2 separate regions of the Mus musculus genome follow, and region 1 is linked to region 2. The links are chromatin contacts, called in public capture Hi-C maps. All regions are on one chromosome and are shown on one strand. Each heading gives the region's core, a stretch centred on a gene start, on an enhancer-like site or on the middle of the called end of the contact. The rest is flanking DNA. Distances are from core to core; before and after follow the strand shown. Region 1 overlaps Mgam (maltase-glucoamylase). Region 2 overlaps Clec5a (C-type lectin domain family 5, member a).

Region 1 (7,077 bases), core at 2,888-5,387, 160 kb before region 2:
ACATACACACACATCAACCCACAACATAAATCTGATGGAGGAAATAGGTAAAATACAAAACTGATACTGGAGAGATGAATGACTCTCAGGACAAAAGAGTGAGCTCAGAGGTGTGCAAAGCAGAACCCCCACTCTCCTTGTTCACCTTAAGTGAGTGTTCAGGGCAGGTCGTTGCCATGGCAGGATGTAGCCCCCTCGGACATGAAGATTGATGTGCTCAAGAGGGGCTGGTAAGGTCTTCCACTCTCCTGTTGAATTGATATTTGCACCCTGGTGTCAAAAGGAGGAGAAATGATGAGGTAAGCATACACTTTTCCCTGAGCAATACACCCCACTCACCCCCCTAAACCTGTTGCTAGGTTATCACCATCCATCCCAAACCTTGTTTCCCTCTTTGGTCATTCACTTGCAGCTGCATGAAGTCTGGCTGTGCTTTGCCATATATCCAGGAGAATTCCTGCTCTTTGCAGAATCTCATATAGACCACCAATCACCCTCACTATACACCCTGTTTCTAAGGCAAGATGGTACTGGACAATATCTTCATTTATTTTTTGTTGACTGGAGATATGCTGTCCCTTCTTCTACGTGCCCCCCAAAGCTCCTAATATCTTTGGTATATGCTCCACGCAAAGATAAGGGTGAGAAGGCTTATTTACATAACAGTTTCTTGAGTTGAATTTTTCTGTCTTATATTTAACACCTTTACCTGCCCTCGTGTGTAAAAGGTGCTCACTCATCTGAGTCATAACCTAAAATCCTTTCACTTTTCTCAACCACAGTAGGGCTTCTTCATAATGCAGGTACTTTTTTTGAATATTTCTTTTGTTAAAAATAGATTTTTTTTCACACAATATATTCTAATTACGTTTTCTCCGCTCTCTACTCCTCCAAGTTCCTCCCCACCTCTCTTCCTATTCAGACCTATCACTTTTCTGTCTCTCCTTATGGAAAAAGACATCTAAGCAATATAATATTTTATAATATAATGTAATATAATATAATATAATATAATATAATATAATATAATATAGCAAAACCAAGAAAAGTAGGATTGGATAAAACAAACAGAAAGAAGAGCCCAAGAATAGGCAGAAGAAACAGATATAGATGAAGCATCACATTTATTCACACATTCGATAATACCATAAAAACAGAAAACTCAGAAATCACAACTTATGCCCAAAAGCTATACATAAGTACATACATACATATATACTACATACATACATACATACACATACAAGTAAATGCAAAAAAAAAAAGAATCCTGACATAACATTATGAGACAAGGAACCTCCAAAGATTGTGTTGGGTCCATTTTCTGTGGACCATCTACTGCTAGGCATGCAGCCTACCATGAAGAGTAATTTGTTTCCCTAGTGAGCCTCCCTTAGAGAAAACTACTTTTTAATTTGAAAGTGGTTAGCAAAGATAGGTTCTAAGTTAGGAATTAGGGCATATGTCCACTGATCCTTTCAGCTCTAATATACATTGGTCAGTGCAAGCACCATTAACAATTAGGTTAGAAAGTTCTTTTTTATTATGCTATACTATAATATGGTGTGTCTCTGTACATGTGTCAGGTGATCAGTGTGTTTATTGTAAATGTGTGTTTATATGTATACACACATGGATATGGTTATATATCAATGGTTCTCAACCTTCTTAATGCTGTGACTCTTTAATACATTTCCTAATGCTATGGTGACCTCCAGTTATAAAATTACTTTTGTTGTTACTTTATAACTATAATTTTTCTACTATTATGAATCATAATATAAATATCTGTGTTTTCTGGTGGTCTTAGGTGACCCCTGTGAAAGGGTTGTTTAACTCTCCCTAAAGAGGTCTTGACCTACAGGTTGTAAACTGTTACTGTATAGTGTCAGAAGCCTCTAGGAAAGGCTAAAGTCACACAAGTACATTTTATGGAAATGGCCCAATGTTTTGTAAGTCTGAGATGGGTGACCTCTAAGAATACAAGGTCCTTAAACACTTCACCCCAGGATTGCTTTTTGCTGCTGGTATGCCTTTTCTGTCACCATTACATAGCCTAATGATTCTTGGCATTAGCCCATCCTATGGGGTAGATTTTCTACAGATCAACATGAACATGTACTCTCATATAGTAACACTGTGTAGACAAATTGATGGTTTCATAATCCCTAATAAGGATTTTATAAAATTCCTAAATTTATACAAGTAATTTTGAGCCCTCTAAATGCTGCAAAAAGAGCTCTGTAAATCTTCATCTGCCATAGGCTAGACGCACTAGAATAAGAAAGCAGGTTTGGGACAAATTTACAATAAGGAAAAACTTTCCTTCTAGGTTAGCTGTGAGACTACTATCTGGTAACTAAAGATCATAAGCTTGAATTGGACCATATATTGTAGGTGCAACTTATTGAAAGTGCAAAGACAAAAGGTAAAATATTGACTCATTTATCTATTCAAAACTTCAAAGTAATAATATGCTAGGCAGATGGTTTGTCTATTGGCAAAACCATGCTGACTTGTGACATAAAAATTATAGCTTTAAACTTATAATGATCTTATAGGTCTAAAAGATAGATAATCAATATTTAGTCAGGTGCCAGTCTTAATTGAAAGACACAACATTTCTGCTGTAATTCTTTGTCATTTTATAACATGAACTTGCTATGAACTTATGGAACATAAAGATGCTTGGGAAACCATGTGATCAATTATCCTAACAAAGTATAAAAACTAGAAATGGCAGTAAAATGATAGTGCAGCTTTCTTCAGCTTCATCTAGGTTGAGCAAGTATATATTCTGCATGCACAAATTTTCTCTATTCCTTATTTCCTCCTTTCTTTCTCTTCTTTTCTTTTTTCTCTGATTCACAAAATGTTAAAGAGCTCCAAGCCTCTTGCCTAGCCAGTGATGGGGTCTGTGAGCCAGAGAGCAAAGATCCCCAGCAACTAAAGCTCCTTTACTTAATCCCCTGATGCTAACAGCAGGAGTTAAGTGCCAGAAACCAGAGGCATTAGGCCACAGAAGAGTAGGAAACCAGTGGCTTTTAGACACAAAATAGTAACAGAGAGTTACAAGGCCAAAGATTATCAGTCTTTGGCTTTTATCCAACGCTGTATCCCACCTCAGTAACTGTACTTCTAAAGACTGGGGCTAGACTTTGGCATTCTATGAACATTTATATGCACATTAGTGTGTGTGTTTGAGATCCTGTGTGTTTGTGTGTGTATATGTGTTCATATGTGTGTGCGTGGCTGTATATGAGTTGTACATATGCATTAGTCTCTCTCTCTCTCTCTCTCTCTCTCTCTCTCTCTCTCTCTCTCTCTCTCTCTCTCTCTCCCTTTCTCCTCTCCCACCCTCCATCTATGTGTGTGTGTGTGTGTGTGTGTGTGTGTGTGTGTGTGTGTGCACATGCACAGGCATGAGCAGGCCTGATTGCTCTAGTCAACATTCTCTCCATTGTATTTGTCTGTCCATTGGTGTTTTGAGACAAGGTCTGTCACTGAACCTGGAGAGGCTGATTGGCTAGACTGGCTAAATCCTCTTATCTCTGCCCCTCTATAAATAAGACAAGTTATGTGATAAATGTCCCGACTTTCAGCTTTCTGTAAAAGCTGAACAGCTATTTGTTCACCTATAGGACTATAAAAAGTTCCTGTATCTGTTTTCACAGTGCACCATGTCATATGAGGCAACTTGAATCCTTGATCCCTGGTCATAGCCACTCATACTTGACACCAAATAAATTACTTCATATTCTTTTTTGAAGTAATATCTGTGTTTTTCATTGACAGTGCCATATCTCACCTGTCTCAGCTAATCATATGGAGTAATTCTTTGAGCATCTGTGCAACAGCAGCAGACACTTAGAAATACAGAAGGGAAAAGAACGAACTCATGTAAACATAAATGTAATCAAACATCACTATTAAGTGCTTTCTGGTGTCAGGGAGACAAAAAGAGATTTTCACTGTGTTTACCATGTAGCTAGCAATGATATAAGCAAAGATATTGTTTACATCAAGCCAGGCACAAGATGACAAGATTACATGTTTCTTTATAGCACTTCTCTAAAAGAGTGACTAACACTTGTCTGATACAAATAGGAAGTGAGAAAATTTAGCTCACAAGGATTGAGTGGCTCATGCCAGACCATAGCAGGTGATTTCCAGAGTCATATTTTCTTATGTTGTCTTATGAGTCTGTCATAATCAAAGACATTGAACTCTGACACTGCCAGGTTTTATAAACATTTAGCAAACTTACCGTGTAATAGTCATACCAGAGGGCTGTGGGGAAATATGCACTGATGTTTCGGGCATTCTGAAATTAAACACAGACCACATGTGGGTATTGCAATTTGAGACAGAGTAAGCAAATTGCCAGGTACCCTGGCATAAAATACTAGAGCTGAAATTGGATACAGTTACCCCAGCTTCCTAATATCACCAATGCTGAGAACTCCTGTATTCTTACCCAACTTCTACGGGTGGAAATGGCCCAACAAAAACTAGAAGCTTCACTAAAGCCCTTTGGGGGACAGGAACTCAAAGAAAATGACCACCTCCTGCTTGAAGACTTATCCATCCATTCTCTAAGGATACAATACCCAAGGCTAGGTATAAAGCAGGGAAAAAAATCTGTAGGTTCAAAAGTATTTCAAGGTGGTTTAATTCGCTTTTCTGTTTAGTTACATGCTCACCTAGATACAGAAGCTGTAAAGAAACATCTCCTGTTGTACGTGTAACCACACAAGGAAGTCAAGTACACCCAGACACAAGGGGGGCACACTGCTGCAAGCAGCTCTGAGCACTTCAGCTATATATGGTAAGAGGCTATGAAGAATCTATACACTACGTCCCACACATGATTCTACATGTTTCATTGTAGTCATTGGGAAAACAATCATGTTTATATAAAGTGTGGAACAATATTCCTCTTGACTGATGTAAAGAAGGATTTGAGGGCAGAAAACTCAAGACCCAGAATTCTACTCTGAAGAACCATTAGACAAATATAGACCAAGAAACCCTGTTTGAGGATGTATCTCATTCCTCACTTCCTTCTCCATATTTACTCAGCCTAGCAGTTGGGATTCTCCAGTTCTCAGAGGCCTCCATACTCACAGGCTCTAGCACAGGGCTGACTAGGAAAGCTGGACCCAGCAGGAACTGTTTGTCTATATTCCAGGTCTTCCGGTCTGACACAAATCTGGAAAGGAAATTGAAGGTGTCACAACCAGACCTCAGTAGGAATTTGACTTAATGCACTGAAGAAATTCTCAAGTTAAAACGCATGTCAGAGACCCTATGTGTTCTCTGCCTCCTGTGCTTCTGCTCAGCTCAAAGTATCCCATTTGTCCTGATTCCAGAACCTCAAATATTTTTGAGAAATGTGTTGATGGACAAGCTATTTCTTCATTATGGCACATTTTCAATTTAAATCTTCAGTAGAATACTTATGGAGGTAACCTGAACAAATAATGGATTAAAGTATATAATATAATATAATATAATATAATATAATATAATATAATATAATATAATATAATATAATATAAGTAAAGGATGTCATATGAAGAAAAAATAATGCTATAGAATGTTAGATCCTTTAAAGGCCTCTTTAAACAGTTGTTTTCAAACTATTTCACCATGTTAAAAAGTCATTTTCTTTCTTTTTTTTTTTTTTAATTCAATGGCTGGCCTTTCATTGAAGACCTGTGGTAAGCACTGGTAAAGGATGAGACCCACCAGGACATTACTGACAAAAGAGAGTCACAGCTTCAGAGTGGAAGAAGTGTTTTAATCAACCCCTACCTAAGAGGTTAAACACAATGTCTATTAACAGAAATCCATCTCAACACTTACTCATGGAGAAGGGGCCGCACAACTGTGCTGCCCTCCATGTGGGCCTTGTACATCAAGGTGTAGAGATATGGCAACAGGGTGTATCTGGTTTCCAACACACTTCTGGAAATATCCTCAAAGGTTTTATTCCAGGATACAGGGTCTTGTCTCTAAAACAGAATGAGGAAAGTGTTCAACAACCCACCCAGACACCTAAGAATTCAAGGTCATTGAAGACATATTTAAACTATATAACATCTTTAAAATATCATATACTAAAGAAAATTATATATGGGACCCCTAGATTATTTGTAATGGACTGGGAAACATCAGCATACTTTAAAAAAAAAACATTAAAACATTCTATATGAGCTATAATGGAAATTAGTCCCTAAGCAAAAAGAATAACCAAAATAATATTGAAAACTATGATTTATAGGAAAGGCATTAATGGATTTAAAGATTCACCAGGTAACACAGACAGCCGGAATGCTCTCAAAAACTGGTAATATATATATATATATATATATATATATATATATATATATATGCAGTGAAATAATATGGATGAGAAAGCTGACATCATACCTTGGTCCCAATGGTGTTGTGGTTCCTGGAGAAGGGGTAAAAGGCGCCCAGCTGCATCCAGCGAACACACATCTCATACTCAGCATCTTGAAAGAACCCACAGATGTCTGACCCGGTCTGAAACAACATGGAACAAAGTCAGCTCTTGGTGCTTTCTAAGAGACACTGCTACCTTCCTAGGGAGGAGGAGCATGTAAAGGACACTTACATAGGATATGCCAAAGAGGCTGAAATCCATCATGCCTGCAATGAGAGATGCAGCAGGGTCAGCACAGGACATTCTCTGCACCCTTCTCCCCCTTCACCAAGGATCTTACTCCCACCCCTGTCTGCAGAAGCAGGCACACCCCTGGGCACACCCACACACCAATGATGGATTTCCCCAGCTGGTCCCAGGCAGCTGTGTTGTCTCCCAGCCAGTGTCCTCCCCAGCGTCCAGAAGAGGGGAATGTGGAGCGTGTGATGACGATCCCTCTCTCTCCGGTCACCTCCTGCACAGCTCTGGTTGGGGAAACAAGTAGAAAAATTCATGGCAGGGCAGGGGAAGTTTGACCATAGAGCTTCCTCCCCAGAGTCCTTGCACTTAGAATATCTTTTTTAAAAATCTTTCCTGTATGACTACAAGAATTATAGAAATATGAC
Region 2 (6,897 bases), core at 3,735-6,234:
AGTAAATGAATGAATGTCAAATATAATAAAATATAAGTTACTGAAAAATTACAGAATATTTTGTGAGATGCTAACGTATATAGTAAAAAAGGAAGATATTAGTTACTAAGATATTAATGTATCATTTCATTGCACATAAGAAAAATATGTTAATATAATTAGTAATGTGAGAAACAAAGAATAAGATAAAAGTTTGCATTTTACCTTTGTGATAATGAAAATAGGCTAATACTATGTAGCAGCTCTGTTTATTGTATCCTTTTATCTTATGAAAGCCATGAAACATATTAGTATGCATATTTTATGCATATGCAATGAGGAAATTAGAGAAAAGAAATGGTTGTGTGTGTGTGTATGTGTGTGTGTGTGTGTGTGTGTGTGTGTGTGTGTGTGTGTGTGTTCATGTGGGCACACATGTGCCACAGTCTCACCTTCAATCTTCCTTGAGTCAGGGTGGCTTATTATTCACCAGTACATATCGAGGTTAGCTTCACCCAGTCTTCTTCCTGTTTCTGCCTCTCATCCTGTCATAGGAGAGCTGGGATTACAGATGTTCATTGCATCCTTGGGATTTCCCATGAGTTCAAGGGATCTGACCTCAAGTAGTCACACTTAGACAGCAGATGCTTCACCAACTGATAACCTTCTCCACCAAAATAAGTTATCTGACAAAGATCATATATATAAACATTAGAACATTATGTTCATCAATTTATAGTTGTCTCTTCTTCAAACCTTACCATTGGTTAGATGCTAAGTACTAGGCTATACACTATTCATATTTTTCTCCTCTATCCCTCCCTCCAAAAAAAAAAAAATCATCCTCTGATGGGGCAGAATTTTCAGGAAGGCTGTCCCTGAACAGATGACCAAGGTCAGCAATCAGAATCCCACAAATTCTCTAGGATGAAGTACTCAAGTGGAAAAGCAAGATGTTTTCAGGTAGCAAGAGAGAATCAGAGGATGGGGAAGAAAACAGAGGGTGAAAAGAAGAAAGAACGAGAAAACTTGAGCCCTCCATTTCCTCTACTCTCCATTTAAGTTTTGGTGTGCCCAACTCCCACCGCGCTACTCTGCCCAGCCTCCTCGGCGTATTGACTACAGAAAAAGATCACATCATTGATACTTTGCTATAACTCTCAATACATTTTTGTTCACTTGATATAACTTAATTGAGAGTGTGAAATTTTCTAGATTTGATGAAAAATTCTACAAAGAGAATCGTGCCAGACATAAAATGTGTATGTGAAATGACCTGTTTTTGACTGTGGTGTTTTCCTTTCCCATTCCTTCTGCTTGACTCAGAAAAACAATACTGACATCACCAGGGTATTTATCAATAGTGTAAGTTCTTCATCCTTAACATTAGTTTCCGCACCAGAAGCTAGGCACTCTGTGTTTGCAAAGTTGCAGAACTTCTCAGGGATTAATGGCCATTAATCTGGACCGTGGCTGCCTTCCTGATTCGCAGAACCAGACCAACCATTGACCTCCAGCTCGGGATGCAGAGGTGAAGAGCTCACTGATGGACTTCTTTTTTTAATTTCTAGAAGTATCTTCAGGACATAGCTGGTATTGAGAATTACTTTATTGGTTTGGTACGTCAGCCTGGAGAGAAAAAGTGGCGCTGGATCAACAACTCTGTGTTCAATGGCAAGTACGTGAACAGCCTGCATTTCTCTGAAGATATTTATTTACATAAGACAAAACCTGAGATACCTGAGATAGCTGATAGTTCAGAGACTTAGACTGGACTCTATTCTACTTTTCTAGTTGCTTCCAACCCATTTCTTTCCTATTTAACTTTTATTCTTTTTATATTTTATTTATATATAATATTTTAATATTATAATAATATATTATATATTATTGTATTAACATATTATGTTATAATTATATTAAATTATATTAATATATTATCATACATTAAATCTGCTACTGTACATCATATAATATTTCATAGACCATTAAGCTATTTGTCATGTCATTTCCCCAGATATAGCTCCTTCATTAAGAAAAAAGTTTATTATATACCTAAGCCTTATCTGTGACTCAAAGTTGAACCTATAACCCTCAAGAGCCCTTCAAGGCATCACTCCATGGAGTCAAAGTTTCCAGGAGGTTGTAATATTCCAGTATTCATATGGAAATAATGAGTCAAACAAGGACCAAGCTGGGTCTCCAAACTGTAAACGGATTTCCTTACAGGGGGAAGAAAATTAATATCCACTCAGTATCTACTCTCCATCACGCACTGTGCTGTGCTGTGCTAAGTACGAATTGCCTCTTAGTGTGTTCACTGGGAAGCCATGGAGAAAGCTTTCATTACTCCCAAGCTGTTGCACTGAGTGTGAGAATGTGTTAGAAATGTGTTGAGTTTCATATACCAACAGAGCAGAGCCATCATTTGATTCTACAGTCCCTTGATCCCAAATAGCATGCTACTTTTTCAATGAAATGAGGCTTTGCAGTCAGCCCAAAAGGATTTGAATGACAGAAAGGAAGTATAGGAATGCCAACAGTTAACTTCACCAAGTTTTTCCTAGAACAAGCTCAAATCCAGGAAAGGATTAAAAAATATCCCTCTCCTCCTGCCCTGCCTTGGATCTCCCTGTTATAAACATGCATCCAGTACTAAAATATGATTAGGGTGACAGTACATGGGATATTTTCAACCTAATATGAGCAAGTTAGACCTAGATTCTCGGACTCTGTGAATGTTCACAGGAGAGTTGAAAGAAAGCAGTGGGTGTGGGGCTGGATTGGTGACTGTGTATTGAAAAGCAGGGATCTAAGTTGGGATGAAAGACTCAGTGCCAAGGAGGAGGTTGTGTGGTTTCATGAAGCTGTATTCCCTCCATGCGCAGTTCCCATGAGAACCTCACATCACAAACAGTTAAACTCAGAGTAGAAACCAGAAGCCTAACCAAGCTTTCTCTTTTCATTTAGTGTTACCAATCAGGACCAGAACTTCGACTGTGTCACTATAGGTCTGACGAAGACATATGATGCTGCATCATGTGAAGTCAGCTATCGCTGGATCTGCGAAATGAATGCCAAATGATCATAGATCTCTACAAGAGTGAATTTTTACAGAGCTAGCAAAGGAGATTAGTTGTGACTGAAACCAGCCCAGGAAATATAGAGCATCAAAGACTGTGCCCATCTTCCATAGGTGGAGTTCCCTATTGAATCCTCAAAGTCAATTTGTTACTCCACAAACATCTTCACATAGTAAAACTCCCTTTCTGACCAAGTATTCCCTAAGACCACACTTCCTGTGAGAGGGGACTGGATTCTAGTTATCTGCAGACAGAGCCAGGATTCTGGAGATGAAATCAATATGGAAATGCAGTCTGTTTCTGTAGAGCTGAGCCTTTTAACTAATCAGTAGGGTTTTGTCTGTTGTCAGAACTGTTTGATCCTTAGAGAACATGCCCACGCCACTGAGGAGAAACTGCTCGTGGAACAGATATGAGAACTGTTAGGAAGCACTATGGGCAGAAGAATATAAACTTGGCTTCACAACATCCCCCATTCCAGAAAGCCTCCCATTCCCATACAACATCGTAGAAGCAGAGGTCCTTCTGAATTGGGGAAGGACCTCTACAGCTCGACTTGGTACTGAACAAATATTGAGGGAATGAAGAAAGTTCTGAATAGGACAGAGATAAACAAGGAGGAGAAGGAAAGAGATAGGAAGAAAGGAGAAGTGGGAAGGAGGGGGAAAAGGAATGATGGGCAGGAGAAAAAGAGACAGGAGGAGCCAGGAAAAACACTCAAGCTAAATTTTTTTCAGGTTTTGGATAAAATCTATTGTGACATAAATAATATCTTTTCATTAGAAGAGAAAAGGCAAAATTGGGGACAAATGGGCACCATGAGAGATGAAGCAGAGGTTAATTTGATCACAAGGAAAGAAAGGCAGGAATGAGGTTGAAAACTTTTTGGATACCTTGGCTGTTATCTCAAGAAGGTACAAGCTGCATAAAGTATAGGAGAAAAGAGATGTGCTGGTTGTTTTAAGTAGCAAAAATTAAACTACAGAGAAGCCTATAGAAAGCTAAAGGAATTAAAACCATCCAATAATCAATTCATTATTTTCAACTAATAGCAATATGTATGTGCATTACTAGTCAAAATAAATTGTGAATTCTGTTATTATAATACTAAGTTATTTTATAGTTTCTAGGTTTCATATTTCGTGTATTAGCAGATTTATATTTTAATAGGACAATGTACTTCCTATTAAAACCTGTTTGAAGAAGGTCATCAGAAATGATCTAGTAGATACTGGAATTACATTTGTACCCAATGAGCTATGTGTTCTCTGATAGTCTTAATACATCAAAGCTGGGACAAGGTGGGCAGAATCTATGGTAGGGAGAAGCAATTGTGTTCTAACCAGAGGTCAGACCCATAACTCAGACAACAGAAAGGAAATCTTGGTCCTTTTTGAGAAAGGGGAACTTTCATTGCCACACTTCCTATCTTTGGACAGAAGAGTTGCAGACTCCTGGGGTCAGGAAATGAGGACATCTAGTGATTTCTGTGGTTGAAGTCTGAATCTCCCACAAGATGAGAAGTTACTCATGTACAGGTTCTTAAAGAAGCCTGCACAGGGGCTGGCATGAGAAAAAGAATATTCAGGGACTCTGTGTATATTGTTTCAATTACTAGGGAAGGGACTCGTGAAGGGTAAATAAATGTGGCCTTTGTTAGGGAGCAGTGATATGAGTTTTAAGATGGAATTAATAAGACATTTGGGTTGGAGTTTTGACCTAAGTTCTAAGATACTTTCCCTTACACATCAGGCACACTAGGTATAGTCTTTATAGCTTCATTAGAATATAAGTAACATGTCCGAAAATTTTTGACAACCAGGAATAGCCACTAAATTACCCATTTGAAATGTACAGCTCAATAGGTTTGGTACATTCACAGTAGTTTACAGCCGTCCCCTAAAAAAGAAATCCTGATCTACTTCCCGTCTCTACAGAGTTCCTTCTGCTGGCTGTCATATGAATAGAATCATACAATGTATGTCCTTCTTTACTACTTCCTCTGCTTAGAATAAGATTTTCAAGATTCACCCATGAATTTCAGCATATCGCAGTTTCCCAGTCTGTATCTTGAGTGTCCCCCGTAGATCAAAGGCTCATTCCCTAGGATTGTGATATTGGAATGTGGTAGAGCCTGGAACTCCTGGAATTGATTTAGGTCCCTGAGAGTGTGGTCTCTCTGAGGGCAGTACTATCCTCAGCCCTTTCATTTTGCTCCCAAGCCAGGAGCGGTTGTCCTCTATTGTATGCTTTTAACATAAAGTGTGGCCAACTAATTAGGGATTGAAATCTCTAAAACCTTTTGATAAGCTATGTATCTCAGGCATGTGTTACAGTGGTACAAAGCTTGTTATTTGTACATACAATCTGTATTTCATTCTATGGATGAATACTATTCCATTTGTTTATTCCTTCAATGGCTGATTGGTATTTTAGCTTTGTACCTGTCAACTATTATAACTCCTACAAACATCCATTTCTCAAGCATACACCTAGGAGTGAGACTGCTAATTCATCTTGTTATCTGATACATTATGTAAAGAACTTTCTGTCTTCAAAAGCTACTGAACCATTGCACCTTCCATCGGGAATATGTATGGACTCTAATATTTGCCATACCCTTGCCAATATGCACTGTTACCTAACTGCCTTGCTTTATGCTAATGTGTTCCTATGGTGATTTTGATGTTTATTTCATCTCCATTCTTTATCATCTTTCTTGTACTTTGAGTAACCTCTTCTGCTGAGAATGATGTTTTTCTTTCTATTGGACATTTTAACTTAAGATGTAAGGAAAGGATATGGTTATATCAACACATCTTATTTTGTTAATAGTCTTGAGCTCTCAGCCTCTTTGTAAAAATCTAGAAATACCTCCATAATTGTGTCTTAAGGCATGCTGAAGATGAAACTCAGCACTTTCTACATACTACCTTTCTAGCAATAAGTTATAGTGTCCTTCCTTTGTTTTGTGGTTTTTTTTTTTTTTGGTGTGGGTTTTTTTAGTAAATTTTATTATTAAAAGGTTGCATATAAAAAACTTTGCATATAAATAAAAACATCACACACCAAAATCAACCAGACCCAAAGTCTATACAAATAAATGAATTTTATATATAATTAGAAATGACATTTGAACTGGAAGCTGTGTGACTTTTCATTAAATTTTACACTTCCAGTAGTGAATGTATTTTAAGCATTTATCCACCACTCAAGCCCACCCCCCAAAAAAAGCCGGAATTAGAACTTTATAAAATAGATTTATGCCCTCTTTTATAACTCCTTTGTTTTAAGATAGGCTCTTGCTACACAGTTAACACCAGTCTAGAAATCAATGTGCAACTCAGCATAGCTTTGGGTTTACAATCCTCTTCCCTCTGCCTCCTAAGGACTAGGATTACAGGTATGCATCCAAAACTGTTCCCAAAAATACCATGATTTAACATCAAGACTACTTAACAAAATCTCTCTTTACTTGAACAAATGTATGTAGACTGAAGATCTTGGGCCTGTGGCATATATTAAAATTGAATAGGAGTTTGACTTTGCATACCCTTTAAGAAAAATAAGAGAGATTCAATTATTTTATTTTGTACAGGAAATTTTATTTATAATTCATAGTATAAATTAGTATATGTTTGCAGAAATAAAAAGAATATTGAAAGGTGCACAGTACCAAGTCTTTTCTTCCTTCATGCCCACTTCACTGCCATAATTTCAGGACAACTACTTACCCCTTCCCTCTTATGTTGCCACCCACAGCAGCTGTGACTGCAGCCACTTACATTCTGTATGCTCTGCTCTTCTTGCTTAAGGATATAGAGCTTGTAACATT

What was found. Capture Hi-C pulls out chosen DNA fragments and counts their contacts.
Region 1: a contact with region 2 is called in a capture Hi-C map of bone marrow-derived macrophages, with 4 times the contacts expected there. The contact joins two enhancer-like sites. A contact is called at or near these places in 3 of 9 other capture datasets (adipose tissue, bone marrow-derived macrophages and pancreatic islet).

The regions. Positions count from the first base shown.
Region 1 is chr6:40,728,486-40,735,562 of GRCm38.p6, reverse strand. Mgam (maltase-glucoamylase) reads right to left here. Exons shown (of 94, transcript NM_001368875.1): 61 at 6,803-6,936; 62 at 6,644-6,678; 63 at 6,436-6,552; 64 at 5,869-6,017; 65 at 5,128-5,212; 66 at 4,268-4,324; 67 at 146-270. Among named protein-coding and RNA genes, the nearest start is that of Mgam, 100 kb to the right of the region's middle. Within about 2 kb of position 4,137, at least 14 of the 459 cell types and tissues checked have an H3K27ac peak or open chromatin away from gene starts, as enhancers often do. A contact at or near this core is called in bone marrow-derived macrophages, where this site is marked.
Region 2 is chr6:40,574,133-40,581,029 of GRCm38.p6, reverse strand. It overlaps Clec5a (C-type lectin domain family 5, member a), which reads left to right. Exons shown (of 7, transcript NM_001038604.1): 6 at 1,551-1,657; 7 at 2,950-6,132. The coding sequence ends at 3,064. Among named protein-coding and RNA genes, the nearest start is that of Olfr460, 6.2 kb to the right of the region's middle. Within about 2 kb of position 4,984, at least 46 of the 459 cell types and tissues checked have an H3K27ac peak or open chromatin away from gene starts, as enhancers often do. A contact at or near this core is called in bone marrow-derived macrophages, where this site is marked.